Regions from separate parts of the Mus musculus genome. Here all the other regions are linked to region 3. The links are chromatin contacts, called in public HiChIP or PLAC-seq maps. All regions are on one chromosome and are shown on one strand. The core of a region is the stretch at or near the end of the contact, and the rest is flanking DNA. Distances in the headings are between cores, read along the strand shown.

Region 1 (3,777 bases), core at 511-3,010, 610 kb after region 3:
CTGGAATCTTCGAGAAGTAAGCTCTAATGCCCGTGAAGGACTGGACTTGCTACTTAGGTGAGAGTAAGCAGGCAAACTGCAAAGCTTCCTTCTTCCACGTCCTAATATAGGCTTCCTACAGAAAGTGTGACCCAGACTAGAGGTTGGTTTCCCCAGCTTAAAATATCCAGATTAAAGGTATGTTTCCTAACTCAAGGTCCAGATTAGAAGTGGATCTTCACACTTCAAATTAAGCAAAAATTCCTCATAGGTGTGCCCTTCTATTTTTGGGTTTTAGTTAACTCCAGATATAGTCAAGTTGACAACCAAGAATAGTCATTATACAGAAAGAAAAAAAAAACCAACCAAACAACAAAAAACCCGAAGTGAATTGTCAAACAAAAATCACAGAAATGGCAAAGAAAAAGGAACACTTCACACATACTAAAACTACAAAATCAGAAACCATAACATACAAGACTTTATTTATTTATTTATTTATTTATTTATTTATTTATTTATTTATTTATGTTGTTTTTGTTTGTTGTTGTTGTTTTGAGACAGAGTTTCTCTGTGTAGCCCTGGCTGTCCTGGAACTCACTTTGTAGACTAGGCTGGCCTCGAACTCAGAAATCCACCTGCCTCTGCCTCCCAAGTGCTGGCATTAAAGGCATGTGCCACCAACACCCGACAAGACATTGTTTTTAATTCTTAGAACAATTACAAAGTAACCTAGAACTCTTATTTAGGTATGAGAAAGAGGAGGCCAAGAGAGATGTCATAATGTTGCTAGAGGTGGACTCAGGACCACTCTTCAAGTGGTATAGGTCACAGGTGTAGTGTCACCTGGGGAGAGAGTCTCCGTGAGGGATTATCTAGATCAGACTGGGTTGTAGGCAATCTTTGGGATTCGAGGTGTAAAGCATGCCCACTGTGGGTGGCGCGGATCCTGCCCTGTATAGGCCGGAGAAAGCAGGCTGAGCACAGCTGTTCAGGTACCCTTTCACTCCTCCTGCTTCTCAACTAGATAAATGTGGCCCCCTGTCTCAAGCTGCTGTCACTGGGACCTCCCCATGATGGTGAGCTATAACCTAGGCCTGAGCTAAAGCAAACCCTTTATGTCATACATTGTTTCTCTCAGAGTATCTGGTTGCAGCAATAGTGGTGAAACTGTTCATGTAACCAAGCCCCGGGTTGGGTAGGCCAGAATGCCTATCTCAGGGGAAAATGTGACTCTCACCAAGCCTGTCTGTGTCTATTTCATGAGGCGAAGCAGCTTGGGGTATCTTGTGGTTATGGGAACAGGACAGGATTAAGTAATCAAAACACCAAAAGAAAAGTCTGGAATTTCAGATTCTGCACAAACAAAAGCAAAGGTGACCTCAGAGGATGCCTCACTTTGGTTTTCTGAAGGAACTCCTTTGCTGTGGCCTATTGAAGGTGGGGGAGGGGGAGGGCTCTGGAAAGCAGCCCGATGCCATCTCCTTGTAAGGCTGGATATTGACATGGACAACAAGCACCCCCAAAAGCTCCTGCACTGATTCTCCTTGTACTCATCATTATTTTATGACCCCTATTTCCCCCTCTAATTTGGGCATACACCTTTGGCACCGCTTGGCTTCCTGGAGATGTCATTTGCAAAGCGGCCAGGTCGAAGTGACAGAGTTGCTCTTATCTGCAAACTCCTCTCTTAACCATAATTCGGACAAGTCGCACCTCCCACAGGTGAGTCACAAACTCAATGTTTGGTGAGTTAACACAAGCAACAAAGCTCTGTTTGTAGACCCTTCGGGATCAGAACAATCTGGGGTGTGTTTTCTGTTTGGTACAGGAAATGAGGTGTGCATGACTCCAGTTTATGGAATTTGGCAGCCTTCCACCAATACCTCTGATTTTGTTACATGTATTTGAACAGCAGGAAAGTCTTTTAGAAGACTGAAACCAGTCCTTTGAATGGGGAAAGGTGAGACAAGTCATGGGAATTGTGCCGAGAGCAGGCATTCTGTTTGAACCAGTTGGGAGCAGAAGACTCATGGCAGGCAGCAGGCGACTAGAAACCAGCTCCAAGATGTCCAAGTCTCGGGTCTGTTCTCGAGGCTTTATTCCCATAGCACCCACAGCAGTAGGAGATGATGACAATTCTTGACAAAGTGATTTAGGGCTGGGCTTGCCATTTGTTGGCAAGATGAAAGTACAGGATTATATTTTGGTGCTTCATGAGAGGGCAGCAGTGCCTGTCTGGATCAGAGACATTGCGGAAGAAACACACATTCAAAAGGAAAGACCACTCTTCTGGGCATCCTAGTTTGAAGTCCTCATGAGTCAGGGAGGTGTCACCACAAGGTGGGACCCAAGGAGGTTTCCATGGAAACAACAAAAGCAAAAGAGAAACTGGGAAAGTTCTGATTTAGGGAGCAGAGGGGTGGGGTAACACTTAATGAAACAGTATTAAAGAGAGCAAGCAGTTCCCTGAAGAAGGAACTCTAGAAGGGGGGGGGGGCAATTGTGTGCATTTTGGCAAAGGAGTTGTGAAGGTTGAGTATCCAGGAGCTAAGCTCTTGAGGAAATCCAGTGACAAGAGGTGAGGATCAAAACCAATTTACAGAGATTTTCTTTATCAGACTTCAAAGATGAGATTTCACGCAACTGGGCTGTCCTTGAGTTTATTATATAATCAAGATCGACCTCAAATCCGCAACGTTTGCAATAACTCCGGTGCCGGGATAATAGGCATGTACCACTAGACCTGGCTATTTAGCAATAATTGATTGCTTAATACCAAGGATTGGACCCAGGCCTAGCATGTGGCAGATAAATGCTGTAACAGAGCTACAGCACAGGTGTCCTTTCATGGTTTATTTGATGTAGGTCTAATTGAGTTGTCTGCTAACAAAGTGTATAGGCTGGAATGGTAGCACAGGCTTGCAATTCAGTGCTTGGGAGACTGAAGCAGGAAGATCTTGACTTCAAGGCCTGACTGGCTACATAGTAACGTCCTTTCCTCTTCTCCCCATACCTAAATCTGACTGAGTCATCCATCTCAGAACAGTTACAGTGGAAACATTTTTGCCATTAAAAAAGCAAGCAGGAAAACAATGCAGATATGGAAAGATTATATTCTCTTCTGAACTCCTCTATGCTTGATACATTATCATAATGAATTTTCTTTAAGTCGCTAGAGAAGTGCTGATGAAAGAACCTAGTGGGGAAACCCCCACTCAACCCCCACTCAACTCCAGATTCCGTGTGCACCCAAGAATCACGAACAGACCATCTTGATGTAAATATACGAGGTAGTTTAATGGCGGTCGAAACGTATCTCACGCAGGAGACAGTGGATTCGACCATGAGGCTTGAAAGCTAGGGGATTTTTATAGAAAAGGGTCTGGGGCTGGGGGAGGAATTGGCGCGGTTTCACGTGATTGGTCCATTTGAACATCAGCAGGGAGGAATTGGCGCGGTTTCACATGATTGCTCCATTTAAACATCAGCAGACTGTACATGCAGATAACATTTAACTTAGGTCAGAAGGGCAGGAGATAGGGAGGCACAGGGCCAGTCCGGCATGTCATTCTCTTTATCCTTATGGCCAAGCAGCCTCAGGAATGTTTTAACAACAGGCCTGCCTGGGCATGTCCTGGCCTGTTCTTCTATGTTCTCAGCCCCAGGTTTCAAAGCTCACAAACAACTCTTTGGGCTATTTGACATAAATTACATGAATCACAGGTCTCAAGTTTTATTTTCTTTCACTGAAGTCAGAAACGAAGTAGCCATTCAGACCTCTCATAGGGATTCAGG
Region 2 (3,824 bases), core at 304-2,803, 690 kb before region 3:
CACTTTTCACAATATGTACGGACATAGGGTGGGATCTGGGCAGATCTCAACAATAAGCAAACTTTATTGCTGGAAAGGGCTTCCATTAGAACAGAGCCTTTACAAGCTCAGTGGTTCTGACTTTAGTGTGCTTAGCTTCACCGCTGGGAATGTTTCAAACGGAAACCCAGAAGTGAAGATCGATCTCTCTCTCTCTCTCTCCCTTCTTTCTCTCTCCAACCTTCCTTCACCCTCATCTCCCCAAGAATAAAATTCATCATGAACTAGATATTGAAGAGATGCTGTGCAAAAACCTGATAAAGAAAGATGGGCCAGAGAGAGACAGAGACAGACACAGAGACAGAGAGACAGACACAGAGGAAGAGACAGACACAGAGACAGAGAGACAGGCACAGAGAGGCAGAGACATAGAGACAGAGAGACAGGTACAGAGAGGCAGAGACATAGAGACAGAAGAGGTGGGCATAGGGAATGGAATCACATTCCCAGAGTCATCTCAAATGCAGCCAGGTGTTGGCAGTTACAGGGACAACTTGTCTAATCTCATGAGTGCTGCGCAATGCTCTGAGGACTTATTTGATGTTGAAATGTTTTCTTGAGTAAGAGTCACAAAAGGAACAATTATTGCCTGGCATTGCTTCACGTTTATGAGACTGGTATAGTCATCACATGCACAGGGCAGTGAGCGCATCTCTCTCCCTGTGTTCTCTCCAGGATGACTGCTGCCCTGCCTCGTGTTTAATTAATAGCATTTAGTATTCAAGGAAGGAAAGAGGAAGAAAACTTTAAGGAGATTTTCCTTTTAAAAAAAATTATGTTTTAGGAATTCCTAAGAAAGGTTTCCAACTTAGCCATTCTTTGAAAAAGCATCCAGTTTCAATCAAATCTCCTTAACACATCAGAGAACACTTACGAGCGGCATTCTGGGGCTTATCAAGATGGAGCTAGCTCCAAAAGGCCAGGGACATTAGCTGCTGAGTCAGCCAACAAAATCTCTGAGCCAGGATGGACAAAACCAAGCCCAGGGTCCACAGAGTGAGCCAAAGGGCCCTGGGATATTTGTCTTCCAGCTTCTATCTGCAGTGTTCCCGTTGCTATGGGGACAGAGCCCATTGGAAGGGAGAGCTATTACATCCATCCCTGGCTACATGTGGAAATGCATTGCTTTTGTTGTTATTTTTTTTTTCTTTTTTGTTTTTCAAGCTGCACCTATAATTCCAACCAACAGCTCAGAACACCTATACCCAACTAGGAGCAGGAGAACTCACACTTGGCTCCTTTCTCGAGCACTGTTTTCTCTTTTCAGGAGAATGATAAATCATAATCAGGAACGGGTTGTGAGACACAAACTAATCCGCCACTCCATGTCGTTGGCAGTATAAATTCTAGGAACTCAGCAGGGCAGAACGTTGGCTGTAAAAGAGCTGGAATCCATCTGTGAAACGTGCCCCATGCATCTGGAGCCAGGTCTTTGATAATCTTAGAGCCCACGGGTCCAGTGTTCCACTGTAGGTCATACTGTTACAAGCAGGCTTAGCAGGCTCCCTGCCTCCCCCACCAGCACAAAGCCAGGCTGCTGGCCTCCCAGACTTCCTAATGGACTCTTTTTGACCATCCAGATATATTCTCATTTAAATTCAAGGACACACACCCACAGGCTGATCCAGGAGGGGAGGGAGGCTTACCATGAATTGAATAATACATGTGGTAAAAAACAACACCAGCCCTTATTTGCAAATGAAAGAACACTAGAAATTATTTCTGGTGGAAATATAAAAGATTAAATTCAAGCAGGGAGTGGGAGAGGATGTTTTTCCTTAAAATCCCTCAAGAAGCCACCCCATTGTTTTACTTGTAAAAGACACAATCTGTCTTGAGTTGGGAATTCAGTGGGCAGCAGAACACTGGCCCTAGGGGAGGTTGCTAGGCCTCCTTAGAGGGGAGTTCAAGGGGGTAGGGAGAGAGCTAAAAGGGGGTCCCCATAATGGTAAGTCAGCTTAGCATCCATTTTCCTTCCTTTGCTGGTTTTCAATTTTCTGTCATTTTCTCACCCTCATGCTACAGAGTCAAACCCATTATACTGTGTGAGACACCATCATCTCTGGAGATGGGGGTAGCTTTGGCACATGATCTAAGTCATGAGATGGAGCTGTTAGACTCTGTTCCCCTTTCACCAGTCATAAGATCATGGGAACTAACCTGGAGCTGCCAATGCCTGGGGATTCATAGCTCAGCCCACCTGAAAACCAAAGCCAACTGAGTCAGGGAGTGAGCATCTCTAACTTATGTTATGCCAGGTGCTCTAATGAACACCTGAATCTGTCTATTTCTGAAACTAGACTGCCCTGGATCAGCCCTTATGTTTGTTACTGTACTGTTTACTTTTCTATTGCTGGGATAAAACACCATCATCATGGTAACTTATAGATGAGTTTATTTGAGCTTACCATTCTAGAAGGCTAGACTCCATGATGGCAAAGTGAAGGCATGGTGTTGTTGCAGGATATTTGATCACACTGGGAACCCTGAGATTGTGTTGTCTACTGGAGAAACCTGTTTCTAGTTGTGGTGTGGCTCAGCCTTAGCACACACCTTTAATTCCAAACAATGAAGGTTAAGTTAGTTTGTAGAAGGAAGCACTCATGTTTGAAAGTGATGTCTAATTGAGCAGATGACAAAGTAATGAATCAGAGAAAGATTTGACAGAACAATACATGCCCAACTCTCATGAGAACAGAGAAAAAACAAAACAAAACAGAGGCTACTTAAGATAAAGCAATGCAATGAAAGGAAAGGAGAGAGGCCAGTTTTACCAGGACAGTTGTACAGAGATGGCTGCAGAGAGAGAACAAGCTAGACATAAGTGAAGACAGAATGAGCCAAAGAAGGAGAAGGAGCCAGAAGATTACAACATATCGCCAAAATTAGTATGAGGCAAAGCAGATCAATTCAGGAGAAGCCAAGAGAAGCCAGATTGAATCAGTCAGTCAGGAGAGGAGTTTCAGCCAGAACAGCTGAGTTGAATCAGCTAGCCAGAGATCAGAAAGAACTGGGAAAGGATGAGTTTATTCAGCAGCAAGTCTCAGAGGCTGAAAACATTCTAGGCCTAATCTAGATTAGATTATATGGAGGCAAGAAACTTCCAGGACTAGGCCTAGGTTAGCAGATAAAGGCAATAAACCTCTAAGACGACAATTACATCAGGCAAATAAAAGATAGTTTTACATGGTATCAAGAGTAGGAGGCTGAGGGCTCACATCTTGAGAAACAAGCAGGAAACAGAGAGAAAAAACTAGAAATGGGCAAGTCTTGAAATTCTCAAAGCCCACCTGCCAGTAACACGCTTCTTCCAGTGAGGCCATACCTCCAACAGTGCCATCAGCTGGGGCAAGTATTCAAGCATCCAAGCCTATGGGAGACATTCACATTCAAACCACCACAGTTACTCAGTGATTTAATTTTGTTCAGAATCAGCTCTATCCAAGTTTCTGTCACTTTAATTCAAGCACTCAGCAAGGTGGACTGTTGGCTGCTACTCAGATATCTTGGGTGGCATCACTGGGTACCAGAAACAGACCTGAGTTAGAATTCAGGAGAAAAGGGTATGAGGCATAGCGACCTCTCCTGAAGCATCAGAGCCCTGGGGAGGCTGCTGGGTACCCAAGCTTCAGCAGTCTCTGATTCTAGCCCCACTGTGTGATAACAAAGCTTTCAAGAAGACTTGAGTAAGAGCCTGAAATCTGAGAGTATCTAGAGACCACAGCTGAGAAATAACCCCAGAGCCCATACTTTAGATGTTGACAGCCTTCGGATGTCAATGTGTA
Region 3 (4,114 bases), core at 719-3,218:
TCTTGTGGAGGCATTTCTCAATTAAGGTTCTCTCTTTTCAGATGACTCTAGCCTGTGTTGGCTTGACATAAACTAGCCAGGACACACAGAAACAGCAGCATGCCTAGAACCCCACACCGAAGAAAAAGGAAAGAGATCCCCAGGGCTCACCGGCCAGCTAGTCTGGCTGAATGGGTGAGCTCCAGGTTCAGTGGGAGGCCCTGTCAATAAGGTGGAGGGCAATTGAGCAAGACACCTCTGGCCTCGACGCACACCATCTGCACAAGGATTTAGAATGTAACAAACTATTCTCAAAATATATACTTATATTTTCAAATATGCTACATGCATAAATACGAAATTTAATTGCTAAAAATTTTTAATTACCAAGCACCAAATTTTGATTTTTACACTAAGATGCCAATATTTCTGGCACACAAGAAGTTGTCCCTTTGAACTGTCTAATGCTGACGATAAATAATCTAATCTACAGTTTTCCTCACACTCCAAAGCTATCAGGAGATGTAAGGGCTGTAAGGCTTTCTTAGCAAAATATAACACGGACAGAATGATTTTAACAATAAGATGTTACACAAGATACTGCCAAGAACTAAAGACTTGCGTTTTAGATGAAGTTCCTAAAAACCTTTAAGGAAACGTTTCTGAGTTTTGAGAACTGTGGATTGTGGGCTGGGGACACAGCTGGGTGAAAGCCTAGCATGAAGTCCTGGGCCAGCCAGCGCCCTGTACGTAATAAACAAACAACAAAACCTGATTGTGCTGCACTGTTCTGCTCCAACCCACGTGTGGTTTCCCTGCCCCAAGCACCAGCAACCAAGAACAAAGACCAGGAGCACACAGGGCCACAGCATGTTCATTCAGATCTTCCTGCAATCACTTGCAATACCTGTTACACACGAGGGGCTCCAGTACCTGCAACGCTTTCTTTCTTCCCTACTTTCCCATCAAAATAATTTTAAGAAACTGAAGCTCCAATTGAGGGACCAGAAGGGACTCCGTCAAAGGTTTAGCTCTCATAGCACTCGAGTCAAAAGTTATCACTTTAGGTCAGTGGTTTATAGCTTTCATCCCAGCACTCAGGAGGCAGGGGCAGGAGGATCTCTGAAATTTGAGACCATCCTGATCTACACAATGAGTTACAGCCATCTGGTCCACAAAAGGACATTTCGGGTCAGCAGCAGGTGCTACACTGGGGAACACTGTCTTTATGGCGTTTTTAGTTCTTGCACTTGAGTGAAGAAAATCATTTAAGTATCTAAAGGCTTGATTTAAATAGGGCCGTGTACAGGGTAAGCAACATGTCCTTGATACTATCATTTAACCAGAAAAGCCACTTTCTTCTCTGGGCCCTTTTTTCCATCTGCGAAATAAAGCAGTTGGTTGGATTTGGTCAGGCCCCCTCAAAGCTGCTTTTCTGGGATCAATTTAGAGCTTCAGTGAGTGGGTGAAGGGGAGCAGGCTCCCCATCTTGTATCTCCCCGTTTTCCGGAGGAAACTTAGCTTGCTCGTGCTGGAAACGTATTAATTTTGCCCGTTTTTCCAGATGACAGAACTGAGACTCAGGAGGATTAACCGATATACACCAGGGGTCACGCACGATGCAGGGCACTGAGACCACGTTCCCTGCAGGACGCTTGCTCCAGCCGTGGCCTGGAGGGTTTGGGCCCAGCTCTCACCAGCCCCAGGAAGGCGGCACAAAGCACCACGGTGGTGAACCAGCGCAGCACGCTTTGGGCACGGCCTTTCCGCACGGAGGCCACCGCTTCTGACTCATTCTCTGCGCCCGGGCCGGCTGGGAGGAGCCGCTGCCCTCCCGCCCCTCCGAACTCCAGCTCCAACTCCAGTGTGGCGGCTCCACCTGCCGTGCTCCGTGCACCAGGCCTCCGGTGTGCAGGGAGGTGCCCGGCCCCGCCCGGCCCGGGAGCCAACAACGCCAGGACCTGCCCGCGCGAGCGTGACCTGGGAGCGGAGCCTCCCCGCCGCGCAGGCGCGGTGTCCCTCACGGTAGCAGAGCGCCTGCATGGATCACAGGCCGGAAATAAAGCCGCCGGCCAATCAGGAGACTTCCTCAAACCGGAAGTTGATGTGGTTGCCTTGGGGATCGGACAGCCTGGCCCAGGTGAGAAGTCTCAATTAGGTGAGTTTCCCCGGCCTGGGGAATGTAGGCCAAAGATGTACAAGCTGCAACCCATGCACAAGACGATCCAAAGTTGCAAAACGTTGGAAGAAACCCGGCCTGGAACTGCAAGATGGCAACTTCCGCAGCCTCCTGGGTCACCTGGAAACCCGAAGGTCTTGTCTCTACATGATTTACAAACTGTTGCCCTTGCTCCTTAGACGTACAAGAATGTTGAACGTCAGCTTCTCACTGAACAGATAGTTATGGATCCTTACGTGTAAACTCACACGTGAAGTATCTCAGTTAGTTTACACAACACTCAGAATCCCACCGCAGTCCCATCTATAAATAGGAATATTAGGTTAGAGTAGCAGCTTCTAAAGGCCAGACAACAACCCGCTGGCCTTTACTGAATGGTGAAACAATAGCTAAAGAAAGAATCTGGGACAAAACGAGTTGCATGCACTTGCCTGTAAGACCCCCGAAGCTGGGCCTCCGCTCAAGTCCTGGGATGAGCTGGCCAGCACCTCAGTGACTCGAGAGAAAACCACACCTGATGCAAACTGCAAGAGGTTTTATTATCAGCTAGCTGAGGACGATGTCCCGATGTCCCTCCTCCGTGCAGGGCAGGGGAGTTTGACCCTTAGTGGTAACAGTAGGGGGCTTTTAACAGCTAGCTGAGGAATTGGGGAGGAGTTGGGAGGAGTTGGGAGGAGAGTTCTTCTCTTCTGGGTATCCTTGGTGAAATTTATAAGGCAGGAGTGGGGAGTGAGTTCTTTCTGAATTTTTATCTCCGTGTCCTCAGCACAGGAAGGCAGGCATCTCTGGTTGTAAAGTATAGAAACAAAGGCTTTTTGCTGGCTATAGAGAACAAAGAGCTTCTTTCTGGCTGTATTTTTAGAGATCAGGGAAAACAAGCTTGGGGAACGTCCAGGGGCTTTACCTTCCTGGGAGAAACGCTCTAAATCGGGTCCCACATGCCCACACTTATTTTAACCTGCAGGCAATTCCATTGTTGAATGGACTTGGACATCAGTCTGTCTTTGCCAAATAGCTATGCTAGCTGAAAAAGGAAAACCGTGTTCTTATGTGACTACAGATTTGACCACAGGGACCATAGCCTCAAATGTTATCACATTCTATTTTTTATCTGAAGTTCTTTTCCACTTACACTTCTGTCTCTGATATCCCTTCTTACTTAGACTCCCAAGCTACTACAAAACTTGGTCTTGTTACCCATAAACCAACTTTCTATCTTCAATCATACGATCATTAACTTCTTCCCTGTTTGTCTCGGAAAGGTTTCTTAAATTGGCGTCCAACTCCTCTCCATTCCTACTCTGCTTGTCTTCATTTCTTGCTTAGACTATTTCAGATGTTTTCTGATTGGCCTCAAAGTGTGTGTTTTGAAATTTTTAGTGGGACCTTTAGAACACAAAAATTTTAAGGGCAGATGGCCTAGTCAGGGAGGAGAGGCTCTTTTTCCCGTGAAGGTTCTATGCCCCAGTATAGGGGAATGCCAGGGCCAGGAAGCAGGAGTGGGTGGGTTGGTGAGCAGGGGGAGGGGGGAGGGGATAGTGGGTTTTCGGAGGGGAAACTAGGAAAGGGGATAACATTTGAAATGTAAATAAAGAAGATATCTAATTTTTTTAAAAAAGAAAAAATACATTGTATCATAAACATTTTTAATAAAAATCTAAAAATAGATTGATAAAGAAAAAAATTTGGGCTGGAGAGATGGCTCAGCAGTTAAGAGCACTGACTGCTCTTCCAAAGGTCCTGAGTTCAAATCCCAGCAACCACATGGTGGCTCACAACCATCTGTAATGAGATCTGACACCCTCTTCTGCAGTGTCTGAAGACAGCTACAGTGTAGTTACATATAATAAATGAATAAATAAATCTTTAAAAAAAAAAAGAAAAAAATTTAAGGGCATTTTAAAGTGAGAATAACTCTGCCTGCTACAATACCAACCTACTAGGCAAGATGCCCCC

Evidence for each region. HiChIP or PLAC-seq counts read pairs in DNA pulled down with a chosen protein or histone mark.
Region 1: an HNF4G HiChIP or PLAC-seq map of pancreatic cancer cells shows a contact between it and region 3. The contact joins the enhancer-like site here to the promoter of Mfsd4b4 in region 3. A contact is called at or near these places in 1 of 39 promoter capture datasets (embryonic stem cells), 4 of 484 Hi-C or Micro-C datasets (embryonic stem cells, granulocyte-monocyte progenitors and muscle stem cells), 2 of 115 datasets of contacts at active chromatin or transcription factors (memory CD8 T cells and pancreatic cancer cells) and 2 of 9 other capture datasets (adipose tissue and embryonic stem cells).
Region 2: a contact with region 3 is called in an H3K4me3 HiChIP or PLAC-seq map of stem cell-derived neural progenitor cells, with 3 times the contacts expected there. The contact joins the enhancer-like site here to the promoter of Mfsd4b4 in region 3. A contact is called at or near these places in 1 of 39 promoter capture datasets (embryonic stem cells), 4 of 115 datasets of contacts at active chromatin or transcription factors (the NIH/3T3 cell line, embryonic hindbrain, epiblast stem cells and 1 more) and 1 of 9 other capture datasets (embryonic stem cells).

Annotation. Positions count from the first base shown.
Region 1 is chr10:40,509,636-40,513,412 of GRCm38.p6, forward strand. No RefSeq gene overlaps it. Among named protein-coding and RNA genes, the nearest start is that of Gm32234, 57 kb to the left of the region's middle. Within about 2 kb of position 1,761, at least 62 of the 459 cell types and tissues checked have an H3K27ac peak or open chromatin away from gene starts, as enhancers often do. A contact at or near this core is called in pancreatic cancer cells, where this site is marked.
Region 2 is chr10:39,208,323-39,212,146 of GRCm38.p6, forward strand. No RefSeq gene overlaps it. Among named protein-coding and RNA genes, the nearest start is that of Gm31562, 35 kb to the right of the region's middle. Within about 2 kb of position 1,554, at least 67 of the 459 cell types and tissues checked have an H3K27ac peak or open chromatin away from gene starts, as enhancers often do. A contact at or near this core is called in stem cell-derived neural progenitor cells, where this site is marked.
Region 3 is chr10:39,897,238-39,901,351 of GRCm38.p6, forward strand. Mfsd4b4 (major facilitator superfamily domain containing 4B4) reads right to left here and starts at 1,969. Exons shown (of 5, transcript NM_001384225.1): 1 at 1,677-1,969.